Linked DNA regions of Oryctolagus cuniculus: region 2 is linked to region 1. A link is a contact called in public Micro-C data. All regions are on one chromosome and are shown on one strand. Each heading gives the region's core, a stretch centred on a gene start, on an enhancer-like site or on the middle of the called end of the contact. The rest is flanking DNA. Distances are from core to core; before and after follow the strand shown.

Region 1 (6,556 bases), core at 52-2,551:
AATTGTATGCAAGTAGGTTATCTCTCAATAGGAAAAAAAGTGCTTTAAAATAATGTAGGCAAAGAAATAAAATATTTAAGACTTTAATTTAGAGTCATTTCACACCTACATCAACTGGTCACATTCATCTGGACACTAACATCTCCTTCCAAAGGTCAAGAAAAACACAATCTGGGGTGCGTCAAACGCTGCCTAGGATGAGAACAGTTTCTCTCTATCATCGTCTATGCTAAGCACTAATTTCAGACCTAATGAAAACACACTTAATAGGTAGCAGCAGCGGAGAATAGTACATTCTGTGTCCTTACAGCACTAGAAACACATACACAAGCTTCTCCAAATGACCAATGCAATCTCAACAAAACCCCCTGACAAGTCCCAGAGGAGATCGGGAAGACTCCGGGAACGTTTAGAACGAGGAGCAATGCTGACAGACGAGTGTGAACAGTGTCAGTCTATACAATATCGGATTTCTGCACGGAGTTGCAGGAAAATAAAAGATGACTGTCATTAAGTAACCTAGCAGTGTGACACTGGGCCACATAGGGCTTCTTAGAATTCCAGAGGCTGACATTAAGCCGACCTTCCATTTTCACCATAAATACCTCCACTGTAATGAAACGCAGAGGTCAGGGATAGGGTTTGGCACTGGGAGATTCGAGAAGCTCCTCTGCAAAGGTTCTCCGAAGTGAAGGCCCATTTATTTCTCTGACCACCATGGACCACCAGCGCCTGACATGGCCCTTGCACGCCTGAATTTTGTTTAGGAGCGGAGACATTTAGCATCACGCGCTAGTGGCCGGGGAGGGCAAGAATCAAACTGACAGATGGTGAGAAACAGCTCGGTCATCCGCAGGGAAGACCTTCTCCATTTACTACCAGACGCTGCAAGGGGTTCTTCCCAGAAGCCGAACACGGCTTCCGAGTGCGCAGAGAGGTGGGCAGTCTGGTGTCTGGCTTCAATGTCTCGGTGACCAACCAGGAGCGTTCCAAATAACCTGGCTACATTCAGCCTGAGACAGCCAGAGTCAGCACGCTGCTGGGAAGTCGAAATCAAGGTGCCCTAGATCTGCACGGCCTCCAGTGACAGCGTTCCGGAAGAGGCCACGCTCTGAGCACCGTCTCAGGCTCCCGTCCCCGGTTCCCCGCGTACGTTTACCTACCCGCCCCGACCCCGGCTTCTCCGGATCCTGGAAGCGGCTCCTGACCGACTCTCACACCCGCCGCTGGGCTCCGGCCAACCGGAACTCGTCCGCGTCACTTCCGGTCCGGTCCCCCGCTACAGAGACGGCCTCCAAAAGAAAAACGTTCCTCCCTCCTTTCGGCAGCCTCGGCTGATCCTCGCGGGATTTCCATTGGGCTGTCAGTTCAGGTCCTGTGGGCGTGGCCACAGGGAGAATGACGGCTCGCTTCGCGGTCCTTGATCCGGAACTGGTTGTGCAGGAACCCAGGAAGTGGAAGCCCGCGCGAGTGAAGCGTGTTAGCTGCCCAGAAGGCAAGAACGGGAAGGCGCGAGTGAGGAGAGGTGCGCCAGGTAGGTCGGTTCCTCCTGAGGCGAGGAAGGCTGCCGTCCTCCATCCCCTCTCCCGTTGGAGAGCTTCCTCCCACCTCATCCTGCAACCGTGCTGCCCCGTGGGAAGATGCCGACGGCTGCAATGAATTTTTCTCCGCGGTATCACCGAGTTCCCGTCTGGAAAGCTGTTTAATCCTTGGGCATTGTACCGCAGACTCTTGTCCTGTAGCGGGTGTGAGTGATGGAGGAACTCTCCCGCGGAAAGAATTTCGATCCGACTCCGGGGGATGGTAGAGGCTGCTCGGACAGTTTTCATTTGCACTGGGCCCTTACGATGAATAGGAGTGTGTGTGTGTGTGTGTGTGTGTGTGTGCGCGCGCGCGCGCTGTAAACGAGAAAGAATAGAAAATATTTTCCGGGAGAGATTACTGCTTGAAAGAACTCGGTAGCTTGGTTTGGCTGGGTGTTACGGTATACAGCAGGAGAGGAAATTAAAAAGGATACTGTATACTCAGCAATATATGTTTTACTCTGTTGGCGTTTAGCCAGTGATTTTTTTTTTGAGCAGGGAAACTCTATTTTGCAAGGATAATTATAATGGCAGGATGAAGTATGACAAAAGTAAAGCAAATGCGGGAAGGTTAGAGATAAGTTAATTTTGGAAAGTTTTGGCAAGAGGGCGCTGGTAAAAAGAGATAGGCTTCAGACATAAAGTCACCAGGATTTGGTGACTGGATGTGTGGTAGGACGCAGCAGGAAATGCGCAGAAATTAAGAATGCAGAAAGGGGGCCAGTGTTGCAGCCTGGTGAGTGGCAGAGGGTGAAGCCGCTGCCTGCCACACCTTCATCCGGTAAAGGTGCCCACTGGACTCCTGGCTGCTCCACTTCTGATCCAGCTCCCTGCTAATGCGCCCGGGAAAGCAGTGGAAGATGGCCCAGGTGTTTCGGAGAGTGCCACCCACAGGGGAGACTGGGTTGAAGCTCCTGCCTTCTGCCTGGCCCAGTGCTGCCTGTTGTGGCCATCTGGGCAGTGAACCAGCCGCTAAAAGGTGTCTGTCTGTCTCCCTCTTTCTCTGTAACTCTTTCAAATTAAGTAAATCTTTAAAGATAAGAAAATTTGCAATAGAAAGAACACTGTAGACCTGTAGGGGGTGAAATCCAGCAGAAGCTGGAGGCCTGGTGTGTAGCCAAGGAGAGGGTCCTACATACAGGATGATTTGTTCTGATAAACTGTTGTCTCCCATTAGAATGGTGGCTCCATTGTTTGTTTGTTTGTTTTTTGTTTTCCCCTCTGTGCTCTATTTGGTGAATAGAGATTGGATTAGAAAGGCAGCACATCCCTGGCTTCCACCTGGCCCGGTGCTGGCTGTTGCAGCCATTTGGGGAGGGAACCAGCAGATGGAAGTTCTCTCTTTCTCTAACTGACTTTTTTTTTTTTTTTTTTTTTTTTAAGATTCATTCATTTATTTATTTGAAAGTCAGAGTTACAGAGAGAGAGAAGGAGAGGCAGAGAGAAAGAGAGTTCCTCTATCCGCTGGTTCACTCACCAGTTGGCCACAGTGGCTGGAGCTGATCCAAAGCCAGGAGCCAGAAGCTTCTTCCAGGTCTCCCATGTGGGTGCAGGGGCCCAAGGATCTGGGCCATCTTCCACTGCTTTCCCAGGCCATAGCAGAGAGCTGGATAGGAAGTGGAGCAGCAGGGACTCGAACCGGCGCCCATATGGGATGTCAGAACTGCAGGTAGCGGCTTCACCCATTGTGCCACAGGGCCGGCCCCTGTAACTGACTTTCAAAGTAAATAAATCAATTTTTTGAAAAAGAAAGGGAGCATAGAGACCTGTGCTGTCCACTAGAACTTTGTTCTGTTGAAAATGTTTTGTGTCTCATTGATAGAAGGCCACTAGCCATGTTTCAGTTGTTGAACGAGGTAGAATTTGAAATGTGGCTAAGTACAACTGAAGAACTGAATTTTTATTTTGTTTTAATTACTGTTTATATAACCACAAGTGGTTTGTGGCTGTTGGATTGGACAGTACAGATAGACTGACTAGGGGGCCAAATATGTAAGCTCTTGTATTATATATGGGGTATCTGTAAAAATGTGGAAAATTAAAAGTGAAGTGTTTGGTGCATTTTTTTGAAATTCATGCATATGAGGGTTCTTCAGAAAGCTCATGAGAAATACTTATTTATGAAAAAAACTATGCATGGACTTATTTATTTGAGAAGTAGATAAGGCTCCCATTTGCTAATTCACTGCTCAAATGCCTGCTACCGTTGGGGACCAGCATTGTAATCTACGTCTCCCCTGTGGGTGGCAAGCATTCAATAACTTGAACTCTCTCTTCTGCTTCCCAGGGTCTGCATTGGTGGGAAACTGGACTCAGGAGCCAGAGCCAGGAATCAAACCCAGGTACTTTGATATGAGATGTGGCTGACTTGACTACTAGACTAAACATCTGCACCCAGCTGCTCTGTTTGATCCTCATTTTTCTCACCTGTTCGGTGAGGCAGTATCCTCCTTTTATGTTCATAGCAACAATCAATGAGGTAATACTTGGGTCATCCTAAATAAAAATGGAGAGATTCTCCAAAAATGACTAAATTTATTCAATAACAAACATTACAGTGGGAATGTGTGTGCTGTAGTAAAGTTATGTGTGGGTTCAGGGAGGTTAAGGCAAGGAAGTGTTTAGAGGCAAAATGAGGAGGAGGATTATATAAATTGTTTGAAACTCTAATCCTTGGTTACAAGCATCAATACAAGGGTGATACCTGTCCAAGGTTGAACTGGCAATTGCTGACCAGATAGCCTTGGGGAAGTATTTTGTGTGTAAGATTACAGTTCTGATAGAGTTGTATATGTTGGTTTTGTTACTAGGCATGAGATTCCCTCCTTCATAACCTGGCAGCATTCACTTGTTAGGGTTTGACTACTGTCACAGATGCAAAGGGTTTGCTAAGTTATGATACCTAAGGCCTCTCAATGGAGCAGTTTCCTGTTCCAGATATTATCTGAATCTGGTATAAAGGTATTTGCTTACTTTGCAACCTAGAAATTGGCACGGAGAATCCTTCTACCAGTTGATATGGAGGTCCGTGGGTTTTTTCTAGAAATACTCAGAAACAGTCACGCACTGTATACAACATACTGCATATATGACTGTAGTCCTGTAAGAGTATAATGGAGGTGAAAAATTGCTGTCACTTAGTGACATCAAAGACACCCTAAGATGATAGTACAGTGCATTCCGTACTCGTGTTGTGTGACCCTGGTGTGAACACTGCACTGCCACGTGTTGTCACAGCATTTACTTCAGTCTCGCTCTCCTTTCTTCCTGCTTGACTTCTATATGACTTTCCTCCCAGCTTCCCAATCCAGGGACCTACCCCTGTCTAAAACTCATGGTGCAAGGTGCCCTTTTCTTTCTGTTCGAGTCCAGATCCTTCTCTAAGGCCTCCTGGCCCTGCGCTTCATGCCAACACTACCCTTTCTGTATCTGCGGCATCTACCTGCCTTCCCTTTGGTTCTTCTGGAACTGTCTCTCCTCACGTTCTCCTGGTCGTCTGCTTTCCTTGCCTGTAGAAAGTGGGCATTTAAGAAGGTAGTTCCAGACAGGATTGCAAATGCAGGAAGAGATGCCGAGGGTTTTTTGGTAGATGTTTCAGAAAGTGTTTAAAAAGTAAAGGAGGCCAGGTGCCGCGGCGCACTTGGCTAGTCCTCCGCCTGTGGCGCCGGCATACCGGGTTCTAGTCCCAGTCGGGGCGCCGGATTCTTTCCCAGTTGCCCCTTTCCAGGCCAGCTCTCTGCTGTGGCCCGGGAGTGCAGTGGAGGATGGCCCAAGTGCTTGGGCCCTGCACCCGCATGGGAGACTGGGAGGAAGCACCTGGCTCCTGGCTTTGGATCAGCGCAGCGCAGCGCGGTGGCCGTAGCGGCCACTTGGTGGGGTGAACCAATGGAAAAAGGAAGACCTTTCTCTCTGTGTCTCTCTCTAACTCTGCCAGTCAAAAAACAAACAAACAAACAAACAAACAAACAAAAAAGTAAAGGATTCTAACAGACCCATATAGTTACAGGTTTTATCACAGGAAGTAGCAATTTCAGGGGAATGGGTTTTGTGCCTACAAAAGCAGGGTTTGATTTTGAGATTGGAAGTGTGGAGGTTATGAGGTTTTTTCTTTTTGATTGACTGTACTTTGACATATCCAGCCTTCAAAAGTAGGACATTCGTGTAGCAGTATATCGTGTTAAATTATACTTTTTTAAATTTAAAGGTATTGTAAACATTCTGTTTATGGACATTGTTTTCTGTTCTTTGGAGATTGCATTTCAGTCATTGTTTTTAACTCCTGGTTCTACTTTGAGATGCAGAATCAGCCTTGACTTAGATGAAGGGTAAAGGGATTGTTGGTAAAGGGATTGTCTTTTTTCTGAATTAGACTAAGTCTTTAGGTGCTAGAGATGTGTGGTTCTCAGCCCTATCAGATCCAAAGCACATTTTTATAACAAATCATTTATAATAAATGTAAAATATACATCCACTTTGGAAAATAGTTTGGCAGACTTTCAAAGCTAATAACAGTTATATGAGCCATCAGTTCTACTTGTAGATGTATGCCCAAGAAAAAAACAAACATATGTCTAACAAAAACTTGTACATAAATGTCCATAGCAGCATTGTTCATAATAGGCAAAATGTAGAAACAGCTCAAATGTCCATTTGCAGTCGAATGCATAAATAAAATGTGGTCTATCCATGCATTGAAATCCTCATCAGTAAGAGTAATGATGCATGCCACAAGATAGATGAATCCTAGAAATGTTATGCTAAATGAATGAACTCAAAATGCCACATTTTGGATGACTGCATTCATATAAATTGCCTAGAATTGATAAAGACACATAGCAGGTTGATGGCTATCACAGAGTGGGAAACGAGAAGTGACTGCTGATCAATAAGGGGTTACTTTTTGGGGCACTGAAAATATTCTGGAATTAGAAGTGGTGATGGTTATACAACCTTATGGATGTAATTAAAAACCA
Region 2 (6,556 bases), core at 615-3,114, 170 kb before region 1:
GCCTTCCATATGGAACCAATATAACCAGCTAGAATATGGTGTATATAATGAAAGTAATTCTGTATTTGTTTCAAATTGTATTTAGTGTATCAGGACGGATGATTAAGAGGCTAATTGGAATTCCACATGAAAACATATCTCCATACCCACCTTCTAAACCGTGTGATTTTGATTTAGACTCATTTGATTAAGAAAGAACAGTATTATTTTAGCTCATTTAGTTTCTTTAACTGTTCAAGGTTCTGTATACATACCATTTCAATCTTTTGCCAGCAGTAGGGCACAATTTACTTGCCAGAGGAGGAAAACTAGGGAGTGAGGAAAGGGAAAGGAAGCCCCTTATGCAAGAATCTGACATCAGTCATTCATTCCTGTCCTCCCATGGACAATGAAATTTACAGTCTAAGTTACCATAAAGGTATTACTGATGATCATTTGTCCATAATCAGTGATTTAGTATGACAACAGCATTTTTGAGCTTCCGGTGCAACTTGTGATTTTTCAATAAATTTATCTTGAAATAAGTGATATTCCATAATGATTTACACAGCACGAAGATGGCAAAGGTAGAACCAAGCTGTGCATTAGGAAGAACAATTCTAAATTTAGCACCCCAAATTACAGCAAGGAAAGCCCTCACACCACTATTCACAAGTCTCAGTTCAAGCAATTTATTTTTGGCAAGTCAAATCACAGCTGTCAACACTGGTTTTTTTCCACCCCAAAATTACATAAATTATTCTGAAAAAATATACACATCTTCAACTTGGGGGAAAATGAGGTACAAATGCCGTGTGTCGCTATAAATGCTTTAAAAAAAAAGGCACACGGAAGGAGGTTTAAAAAAAAAAAAAAGCAAACAAACAAACCCTGGAAGATGCAGCAGAGCCCCCTTGCTCCCGAAATAAAACTCCTGGTGGCTGTAACAGCAGCGGCAGTGCTACTCCCGACAGAAGTTTTCAGCTGTCACTTCTAACAGCTGAGCGCTTCCTAGGAGAGAAGCGACAGGCCGAGAAGAGAGGTGGTTGTGGGAGGTCTGCAGATCGACTACTTGAAATCTTACATTGCAGGGAAACCCTTCCGCACTTCACCTGCACTTACGGGACACCCGGCCAGCGCAGCCCCCCTCCCCCCAGCACACGCTCCTACCACCCGCGCCTCGCCACACTACTCCAACAGCCCCGCGAATCGACCACGCGCCCTTTCTCCTTCCCTCTGCAAACAGATTGCTCGGGGCTGCGCTGACCCGGGGAAATCAGGGCGCGACCTGCACCTGCGAGCCCCGCAGAGGCCTCACATACCTAGGGCCGGCTCTGCCCCGCCCGCTCCCTGCCTGGGGCCGCGCAGCGCCTCAGCTCCACCTGGAGGCTCCTCGCGCCCCCCAGGGTCTCCGCGCTCTAGGGGACTCTGGGCTTGCTGGGCGCGCGCCGCCGCCCCGGCCCTGTCACCTCGAGCCCCCCGGGACCCCGGGCCTCACCCCCTCCTCCAGCTCATCCTCAGAGCCCGCGTCCTCTGGCTGGTCCAGGTCTATGTCAAACACTCCAGCCATGTCCTCAGCTTCCCTGTCTCGGAAGTCAGGCGCTGGGTAAAAGCCGTCCCGCCTCCGTCGTCGCCTCATGGGCCCGGACCCGCCGCAGCCACAGCCGCCGCTGCCGCCATCACCGGCTGCTTAGGCTCAATGCGTCTGCGCTTAGGCCCTAGACTGGCTCCTCAAGTTCAGCGCTGGCGCATGCGTACAGAGATCCGTGAAGTCAAACTGGGCAGGGAACATGCGTAGAACTATCGGTAGGGTCCCGGTACTGGCAGAGACCTGCGCAAAACACCAGTTGAAGCCGTGGCTGGAGACTGGCGCCTGCGCACTGTGGGCTAGAGCATTTGATGGACAGTGAGCATGCGTACCTTATCAGAAGTTGATAAATTGAAATTGAACATGCGTAATTACCTTCTATGAATAGGGGAAAAAATACACAAAACTCTTCGTTTGTGGAACATGCGCATTCGTTCTTAGTGGCTTTTTTTTCCTTGCTGAAAGTGAGCATGCGCATAGCGAAGAGGCGGGGCCTCTGAAGTTTGAACGGCGCCGAAACGGCGGTCCCGGGGCTGTCAGTGAGTAGGAGTTCCTGGGACCCGCGAGGAAAAAGCGCGTTGGCTTTGCTGGTTACCAGATCAGTGGCCTTGGGAAAGTCTCACGAGCTCACGAGCTCTCGAAGCCTCAGTCGTCTTATCTGTAAAATTAGGGCAGTGCCTACTCTGCGGGTTTGAAATTCTAAGTTTGGAGTCTGGCTATCACTGTGACCCGGTGCTGCCTAGACCCGACGTGGGTGCGGGCTTTATCAAAAATCATCTCTTTTCTTTGTTAAGCACCACGAAGACCTGTTCTAATCCGTCATCTGCGCTTCGTTCTCCAAGATCCCTCTTTCTTGCAATCTTCCCTGTAAGTCCGGCTGAGCTAACAGGCCAGAAAGGTGGAGAGAGGTGGCTTGCTATTTAGAAGAGAGGAAATGCACGTTAACTGTTGGGTTACCTCCTGATGCTTCTGTGGTGCGGAGTGTGTCCTGCTGATTCCTTCAACAAGCATTCATTTTGGTTTCTGTTTTAAATTCATGCTTAGGAAAATAGTTTTAAGTCCAAATCGGATTTTGGGAACTATTGATCTGGGTGTGAGTGGATTAAGAAAAAACATATTACAAACCTCCAAATTATCTGCAGTGGTAAGAGTAAGACTTCCTTGAATGACTGGCCCCTTAGGCAGCATAATTATTTTTCGTTTTCAGTGCCATATACCTATGATATATGGCATTTTGGAATTATTTTTATTGATGTATAATTAGCACATACGGCACTGTATTTTTTTCCTATTAGTAATTTGGTGGTTTTCAAAGCCTGTATCTTTTCTATTACAGGTTGCTCATTCTTTTGAGGGAACAGACTTCGTTTGCAGCTCAGCATGTCAATAGTGACAGTGCAACTCGGCCAGTGTGGCAATCAGATTGGTTTTGAAGTGTTTGATGCTCTGTTCAGCGATTCGCACTGTTCCCAGGGTTTTTGCTCTAAGAAAGAGAATGAGGCATATCAAGCATCTTGCAAAGAAAGGTTCTTCAGTGAGGAGGAGAATGGAGGTATGTGTGGTCCACTGTCCTCTCCTTTGCTCCTGACATAACCAGGCCCTACGCAGGTATCAGAACCCCCTCTCTTCTCATTGCTCTGGGAGATGACTTTGCACTTGTTTCTATGGTAACCACCTTTGCCTATCCAGTGGCATTTTCCTCCTCAACAGATCTCACCAATCTAAAGCCACACAAACAAAACTTATCTCTCAACTACAGATTTCTTCTTCTGTCTTATCTCTTTAACTTCTCATCCAAGGTTCTCAAAGGAGAATCCTGCTGGACCAACTGCAATTCTGCATCTGACCCATAACACCACTGAATAGTCTAAGAAGAGTTCCCAGTGTGTTCCTAATTCCCAGACATAACTGCTGTTTCCTGTAACTCACTTGCCTTCTCTGCTGGATTTGATAGCATTAATTATGAAACCCTCTCCTTGAAACTCCTTCTCTTTAACTTCCTAACTTTTTCCCCCAGTGGTTGCATTGTGGGCTCTCCTTTGCCCTCTCTTGTGTAGTGCTCTCGGAGACATTGGAGTCTCCTAATCTGCTGTCTTTTCTTTTACACCATTGACTTAACCCAGCTCTCTCCTAAACTGCAGACTGATTAATGGATGTCTCCCCTTCCTCTCCTGTGTGAGCCTCAAACCCAGAATTTCCATACCAAAGCATTTGTTATCCTTCCTTTATTTATTTTATTTTATTATTTTTTTTTTGACAGGCAGAGTGGACAGTGAGAGAGAGAGACAGAGAGAAAGGTCTTCCTTTGCCGTTGGTTCACCCTCCAATGGCCGCCGCGGCCGGCGCGCTGCGGCCGGCGCACCGCGCTGATCCGATGGCAGGAGCCAGGAGCCAGGTGCTTTTCCTGGTCTCCCATGGGGTGCAGGGCCCAAGCACCTGGGCCATCCTCCACTGCACTCCCTGGCCACAGCAGAGGGCTGGCCTGGAAGAGGGGCAACCGGGACAGAATCCGGCACCCCGACCGGGACTAGAACCCGGTGTGCCGGCGCCGCTAGGCGGAGGATTAGCCTAGTGAGCCGCGGCGCCGGCCTATCCTTCCTTTAAACTTGTGTTCTTTACTGCTCATATACCATCATACACCAGAAGCTGTTTACTAGGGCTGGCGTTGTGGAACGGCGGGTTAGGCTGCCTCCTGAGATGCCTGCATCCCACATGAGCAACAGTTCCAGTTCCAGCTGCTCCACTTCCTATCAGGCTCCCTGCTAATGTGCCTGGGAAAACAGCAGAAGATGGTTCAACTGCTTGGGCCCCTGCCACCCACGTGGGAGACCTGGATGGAGTTCCAGGCGCCTGGCTTCAGCCTATCCCTGCCCTACTCATTGTGACCATTTAGGGAGTGATCTAGCAGATGGAAGAGCTCTCTCTGTCTCTCCCTTTCACTCTGTAACTCTGCCTTTCAAATAAGTAAAATAAACCTTGAAAAAAAAAATCCAGGAAAAAAACAATCTGCGTATTGTACCTCCTATATATCTCCTGCAGCTCTTCTCCCCTTTCTGTCTTCATTCTGCTCTTGTCCTCTCTTGCCTGGACTGTTTCAAGACACTTTCTGGTTTGTTTCTGCCTGGAATCTTAGATCTGTCACATCCGTCCTCTACACTGTGTTAAAAAAGACATCTGACTATTCTTCCTGTACTTGGACATTTTCAGTGGCTTATTGCCTAATAGATCAGATTCAAGCCTTTTAGCTTGAATTCGTTGTCTACAAGAATTTCCACGATCTGAGTCCAGCCTGCTTTGCATCCCGTCCATCATTTCTTTTTCATCCTCTGTTCCAACAATTTAGAGCCACACGTTATGCACACAGCATTTTGTCTGAGTATGCTGCTCCTTTGGTATGGATCATAGCATATGTTATGTAGGGCTGGAGATGTTGTCTTCATCGCTGTATTCCCAGCACAGGACACATTGTAAGCACTCAACAGATGTCTGTAGACCTGATCCAAGTCATCATATTGGCCCTTAGTGATTCACCTGCCTAGCAGGGTGCTGGGCTCTATGAGTATGCGTATATATTCCTGCTGTCCCCAGCTTTCTAAGCAATTTCCAACCCCCTGGATGTTTTTTTCTGGACCTATTTGCTTCTGACCTGAGTTACTCAAATAAGATGTAGGAAATATTGTTTTTTCTTTGATTTTGTTTCCCTTTCTAGTTCCAATTGCCCGGGCTGTACTCGTTGACATGGAACCTAAAGTTATTAATCAAACACTGTCAAAGGCTGCCCAGTCTGGAAGATGGAAGTATGGTCAGCATTCATGCTTCTGTCAAAAACAAGGTTCTGGAAACAACTGGGCATATGGGTAAGAATAATTCCTCATAATTTCAGTTTCAATGTAGCTGCATAGTCAACTAACAGTGTAGTTGCGCAGCTGATAGACTGAGTGCATAACCTTGCAATTGCTCTTTTAAATTTAGAATTTGACTTCACCCAGAAGAAACTCTTATTCTGTCTCTGTCTGTACTTCAGGTACAGGAAATGATGAAACCAAGGAACCCTTGCAGTAGGTTCTTCCATCTTACTGACCTGCTGCTGCGAATTAACTTAAATTCCTGAATGAGTAAATTAGCTTATTACCATTGTAAAATCCTTATCTGGCAGGTAGTCCAATTATAGGGAGTGCTACAAGGAAGTAATTCTTATATTTCTTGCACATTATAATTTCCTAGGGTTCTTTTGGAAAACTTTGATGCCTGGGCTCACTTCCAGATTCTGAATCAATTGGTTTAGGGGGAAGCCCAGCGGATGGGATTTTTTTTCAGAGCTCCCCAGGTGGCTCTGATGTGCAGCAATGTTTGAGAAACACTGATCTAGGACTACTCCTGTGAACACTGAATATTATGTTGTCTCAAAAAATTGTAGAAACACCTGGCAATTGAAAGCTCCAGCTAAATTCACTCTCCTAGTAGTCCTATTTGCCTTTTAAATATTTTTAATTTGTATATTTTAAATTTTGCCAATCAGGGTACCTTTCATCATAGTTCACTTCCATAGCTTTTTTTTTTTTTTTATGTAAACTTTTTTTCCCCTAAGGTTTGTTTATTGATTTGAAAGGCAGGGTTACAGAGACAGAAGGAGAGACAGAGAGAGAGAGAGAATCTTCCATCTACTGGTTCACTCCCCAAATCACTGCAACAACCCAGGCTGGGCCAGGCCGAAGCCAGGAGCCAGGAGCTTCTTCCGGGTCTCCCACGTGGGGCAGGGGCCTAAGGACTTGGGCCAACCTCTGCAGCTTTCCCAGGCATATTAGCAGGGAGCTGGATTGGAAGTGGAGCAGCCAGAACTTGAATTGGTACCGATATGGGATGACAGTGCTACAGATGGCGGCTTTACCCACTATGCTAGCCCCACCATATCTTTTTTTTTTTTTTTAAGATTTATTTATTTATTTGAAAGAGTTACAGAAAGAGAGAGAAAGAGAGACAGAGTGAGAG

The links. A called contact is a pair of places that touch in the nucleus more often than the background predicts.
Region 2: a Micro-C map of ear pinna shows a contact between it and region 1, with 2.5 times the contacts expected there. The contact joins the promoter of TUBD1 here to the promoter of VMP1 in region 1. A contact is called at or near these places in 2 of 6 Hi-C or Micro-C datasets (ear pinna and embryonic fibroblasts).

The regions. Positions count from the first base shown.
Region 1 is chr17:35,000,035-35,006,590 of mOryCun1.1, reverse strand. VMP1 (vacuole membrane protein 1) reads right to left here and starts at 1,301. Exons shown (of 12, transcript XM_002719255.5): 1 at 1,164-1,301. It overlaps PTRH2 (peptidyl-tRNA hydrolase 2), which reads left to right and starts at 1,222. Exons shown (of 3, transcript XM_070060996.1): 1 at 1,222-1,534; 2 at 3,871-3,925. The coding sequence starts at 1,399.
Region 2 is chr17:35,175,208-35,181,763 of mOryCun1.1, reverse strand. It overlaps TUBD1 (tubulin delta 1), which reads left to right and starts at 1,864. Exons shown (of 8, transcript XM_051824738.2): 1 at 1,864-2,434; 2 at 2,904-3,119; 3 at 5,277-5,424. The coding sequence starts at 2,948. RPS6KB1 (ribosomal protein S6 kinase B1) reads right to left here and starts at 1,645. Exons shown (of 15, transcript NM_001101690.1): 1 at 1,478-1,645. The coding sequence starts at 1,618.